Regions from separate parts of the Oncorhynchus mykiss genome. Here region 1 is linked to region 2. Evidence: chromatin contacts called from public Hi-C data. All regions are on one chromosome and are shown on one strand. The core of a region is the stretch at or near the end of the contact, and the rest is flanking DNA. Distances in the headings are between cores, read along the strand shown.

Region 1 (2,770 bases), core at 61-2,560, 220 kb after region 2:
CAAAGTTACTGTGATGGGTCTCTCGTACCAGACGTTCGCAATAGCCTGGGGACAAGGTTACGGTGACACAACATAACACTTACATACATGAGGTCAATGTCAAGAGGTTTTTTCTTCATAGAAGTTAATACAAAGTGAGTGTTTTTTACTTCTATGAGGAGAAAACCTCTAGACAGAGTTCAAAGTCAACTTCAATAAGGAAGTGTGTCACCTTGAAAAGACAAGTATGTTGATATCTTAAGGAAAAGGAAGCTCTTACTGCTTGTTGATTCTGTACTGATCCGACTGCAGACTGGTCCCTCCAGTCAAACTTGGCAGGCAGTCCCCCTGTCTTCAGTCCTGAGTAGGGAGGGACTGTTTCAGCTGTGGCAGTCAAATACAGGTCTGTAGAGAAAGTCCAATTACATTTCAGTGTTCAAGTAGGCTATAGCGATCTTCTTCCAGTTAATGTGGCGTTTGGTTAGCCTCCATGTTTATTTTGGTTTAAATATAAAATTAATAATCAATACTAACCCAGTCAATCAGTTTTGTTCACTGGGAAACAAATACATTCGTTTTTGTTTTGCATAGTATTACCTCTGAATTCATTTATTGATAAATCCGAGAACTGGTTAATGCCATATTTTGCTGAGTCTTTGTCTGTTGACAATGAGTTCAGGTATGCCTGCCTTTTGATGGAATTCTGCAACAGACCACAATGTCACTGTACATGTCACAGTAGGCTAACTCTCATGGAATATCCAGAAGGTATAACAATAGTCTTACCCCCCACTTAATTTATTTGTTAATTGACGAACATATTTCAAAACTTTGATAAACCTACAGTATATCCATCCCTCTTCCTACGCAAATCACGTTAGTCTCTCTTCTGACACAGTGCCCGCACACAGCTGCAACTCCCCAGCTGCAAATACAGTTTAATTCAACTAATATAAATACGAAAAAGCCATAACACCGACAGGCCTACCTTAAAATAAGATCTGCGCCGATCATAACAATCGCTGTGGAGTTTATAATTCCGATGAAATTGTTTCCTAAACGACTCAAAATCAACATCAGTGTCTGCAGAGCAGTTGGACTTCCTGATAGTTTGCCAAACGTCACTACAACTAGCAACATCGGAAAAAGTAAGTATGCCTACATTTAGGAGGAACATGAGAAACAATGTAACACCCGTCATTTGAATTGTAGGACAAGCGACATTGTAGCCTAAAATATATTCGTTTTAGCTCAATTTCCTCTTCGCCGTCTCCGTTCTTCTTCTTCTCTGGGTTCAATTCAGGAGACTAGACCTACACATTTACACATGCAATACCGCCACCTATTGAGTTCATAGCTATGATGGATTTAGTGGACAATTGGCCCATAATAAATTATGTAACGTTACAAATTAAGCATATAATCCAAAAAAGTATAATGACAAAATGTATGTATTCCACCTGGATTGATATGGACATTATGAGATGAAGGTGGCCTATGGTTTTCTGGCAAGAGTCTTATCCACTTGAGGGTGCTTTAGTACCATTAATGCAAGCACTATTACCAGAAGTCTAAGAACATGTACTGTGTAGCCTATGTGCAGTATATCCTATAGGGTGGTTGTGTACGTGTAGATAAGTGAAAATGAAATCATCATGCACATTTTTATAGATCCCCTTTGTTTTTGTCCTAGCTGGTAATTAAGTCTATTTTATTTGGAGTCCCAAACCATGTTTTTTTTATGACACAGTTTAGGGGTAGCCTATGTCACTGTTTTTGAATCATACTTAGGTAGCCTATATCTAGCATCTCGAATGCTCTGTATGTTTTGCACCAGTTCAATTAAATGTTAGGCCAAACTGTTCCATGAATAAAATATGTTATTTCCCACTGTAGCCCAGTCTACATCTTCTCCATCTTATTGTTAATTTATGGCCGTCCCATCTTTTCCATTTTTAAAATAGGAAATTGCATTAATGTCAAAAGGTTTTCTGCACGGCTTGCCTTCATAATTGCTGCAATTTGTTTGCTCTCCACTTTTACCATCCAGAGGAGTCTGTAAACCCAGATAACAAATAGACTAATATTCTTTGGCCAAGTGAACAACTGTGTCGTCCTCCATAACTCAGGACTCAGCAAAAACTTGTATTAAAATGTTAACCTCCTCTCTGATAGGCTAGTGGTGAAGTAGAGCACTTGTTACCGTGACACCCATAGGCAATTTATCCCGAGTTGCAAAATAGTGAAGTACTGTATGCCCCCACGAGGGGCGCAACTTTGGTTTTAGAAGTGGGGGGGAACATAATTATTTTGATTATATGTATTTTTTAATTCAGACAGATAAACAATCCAAACAGCCTACCCGACCTCTCGGATGCGTCTGCATGGTCCTAAAGCACAATTGCCTCGTTTTGTATCACATTCAAATGATAAAACTGGGGGGGGGGGGGGGGGGGGGGGGGGGGGGTCAAAAATGCTATTTCAGAATGTGGTGAATGTCCTCCCTGTCTCCAGTAAAAGTTGCGCCCCTGGTCCCCACCAAACCACTCTCCATCATCAATAGCTTCAGATGAAGACTGTGGGTGCATGGCACAGTTTTTTTTCTTCTCAGAAATGACCTACATGTTCTTGCGTCGTGAGTTGATCTTACTGAGAGGGAGCCATCAGGTCCCAGAATGGTGTAGACAGGGCAAGAAAGCATCACTGTCTTGAACATTCTGGTGACACAAATAAATTACATTTCAATAGCTATGTGTTCAATGAAGTGTTGTTGTCAGCTTGGGTTATTATT
Region 2 (2,738 bases), core at 91-2,590:
TCTGGCCACCCCAATTGCATTCTTGATTCTGCGTAGGTCTCCTACAGCGCCCACCTCCATTGTATTACTGCATCCACACAAAACCAGGAAACCTTTAATGAAGAACATTAATAATATTTCCAAAAAATAACTTAATTAAACATTGTATTGACTGAAATGGGATCAATTGGTTTTAGACACCCCTAAGCCCTACTCTAATGACTAGTTAGTGGGTATGACTTGCCCGTTCATGATCATGGCATCCAGGGTGGTCTCTCCTCTCTCATCTGGGCTCCCTCCAAACCCCACACTGCCATCACACTGGTCAGCCTCGCAGCGGGCACAGCCCTTCTCCACGGCATCCAGCACAGAGCCCCCAGCCTGCAGAGCAGTCCACGCTTTAAGAGAGAGAGTCACAGACAGACAGATGAGTGTTTGACTTTGCAATATTCTTACTGTCTTGCTACATTCTAGGAATAAGTCTACACGTGAAAATATGCTCTATAAAAAATCAATGGATGTGCCTCCCGATTCACCAATTCAACATGAATGGGTCCCAAGAGCATCATTTGTACATACAATAATATGTTGGTTCCCACGCAACCCTCACAATATATAGCAGAGGTAGAACCTAGAAGCACACAATATTTAACTTTTTCACAGTATTTAGACATGATTTTGGTCACATATTATCAGAGTGCCAGACGGTACAGTCCCAATCCTGCCAGATAACATGACCATCTCAAGGGATTGCCCATAAAAAGGAATAGGCCTAGGCTGCCAAAGAACCATTTGGTCAATGATCCCCCCCCAGTTGCCAAGGATTAGTATGCCAACTGGTGATATTTCGACAGCTTGGATTGTCCACATCAACTCAGAAAATAAAATCGAAATATTTTAGAGGGCCACATTCATCTCTTGGGCTGGCAGGACAGATCTAACTAGCTAACTTCATGAATGTCTTTCTTACAATGTATCATTTGATAAAGTTGTATCAAAATTGATAACTTATTTGCAACAATAAGAACAAAATGATAGAATATAGTTACCTGCCGCTGTAGCATGCTCGAATTGCCATGTGTTTATAACAAGAGGCAATGTTGCGTGACCAAATGGCAACAAAAACATCAATATAAAACACAGATGCATTTTGACAAAAGTTTTGCAAAATAAATAACGTTAGCTTTCAGTTTCAACTGCAATTTTTTTCCAGAACATGTTAATTGCAAGTGATTTTTTTAACGGTCCACAGTATTTCGAAAATATACGAGGCGTTTTGAAATTAGTTGGTTAAAAATAAACCTAGCTTTCATGAAGAATTTCACTAAGAATGAACGTTCATTTTTCGACTTCCTTGTTTTGGCACATGACTAGTGGGCAGGCTTTTCATTAAAGGGCCAGTGTATCTTTTCAGTGCAATGCATATGTTGAAATACAGCTTCATGCTCTGCATTGCTTTTCTGCAATTGCATGGAACTTGATAAAGTGAACAATAAAAAATACCATGTTTGCTGCGCTCATTATGCCAACGCTTATCTAAATTCAGATCACACATGTTAACTCATTCACAACTGTAGCCTAGCAATAAATCTGTGAAATAGAAATGGACTGACTCCATCCATTTAAAATAGGTTCACGATTAATGTTAGTTGCGGGAGATATTGGATTCAACGTTTTGCTAGACCTGAAAACAGTGGATTTAATTTGATCTTCTCATCTCAAACAAAAGAAGACAAAAGCACAGGCTACACAGGGAAAGTAACAAAACAATCAAGTCTAACCTTGAGAAGTGAACCTTAGTAGTGTGTCATCCTTTACATTATTCATTTGGAAAATACAATTTTCACTGATATTTTATTCATTGGTTAGTCCTTAAACATGGCATGACATACAGTGATTGTTACAAGGTGTCTGTTGGGGAACAATGAAGAGAGAATATATGGAGTATAACTTGTTCTGTGTTATTGATCAAAATGAAAGAGCAGAGGCTAAAAGGATTGCCCTTATAGGATATAACTTCGTCAATCACACATGCCCTTTGTGATACAATTTTCACAATGTCCTCCACAGCTTTTCAATAAACAATGTCCCTATAGTTGTGTAGAATAAGCATCACAGCTCAATCCTATGAATAAATGTTGCATGTCAGCATAAAAGACAGTGAGAAAGGACACCACGTGCACATACTGTATGAGTCTATAGTCTCATAAGAAGACATAAAATATCATGCATGCTTATAGCATGTGAAATCATTTGGGCTGTCGGTCAATTCAAATGGGTGATTTTTTTTTTTTTTCCCTATTCGTTGATTACTAATACCAATGAATCCGATACAAGGAGTTAGTGATCCTGACCTTTGTTGTGTGCTGTAGCCCGAGTAAGCAATAATTAGCCCTCTTGTCAGTCAAGTGTTGACTTCTTATGTGACATACATTTTACTTGTGGGGTTTGAAGGGAGCTAATGATCTAATCGTTATTGAATGGTCATGTTAAAGGCATTGGTTAAACATTTATGATTCAACTGATTCATCTTTTTTTTTATCAGTTGTTGACTGAACCATTAGTTGATTGGCCTGAATAATCCATTAATAGCGTATAGCTGTATGCACACTATAGCAGTTTATGGTTGAGACACTGAACTTGTCAAACTTGTCAAATTGAATTGCAAGGCCTAATAATGATGTGTTTTATTGCTCTGCCTTTACAGTGTTGGCTAATACAAAAAAAAGTTGTGCAAATCACCAACTCATGAATTTGAT

The links. Hi-C and Micro-C count contacts between places; a contact is called where the count stands out from the background.
Region 1: a contact with region 2 is called in a Hi-C map of liver, with 3 times the contacts expected there. The contact joins the promoter of ctso here to the promoter of aga in region 2. A contact is called at or near these places in 2 of 3 Hi-C or Micro-C datasets (blood and liver).

Annotation. Positions count from the first base shown.
Region 1 is chr14:17,633,271-17,636,040 of USDA_OmykA_1.1, forward strand. ctso (cathepsin O) reads right to left here and starts at 1,311. Exons shown (of 8, transcript XM_021561404.2): 1 at 968-1,311; 2 at 577-682; 3 at 260-339. The coding sequence starts at 1,180.
Region 2 is chr14:17,417,309-17,420,046 of USDA_OmykA_1.1, forward strand. It overlaps aga (N(4)-(beta-N-acetylglucosaminyl)-L-asparaginase), which reads right to left and starts at 1,341. Exons shown (of 9, transcript XM_021561398.2): 1 at 1,029-1,341; 2 at 224-377; 3 at 1-67. The coding sequence starts at 1,128.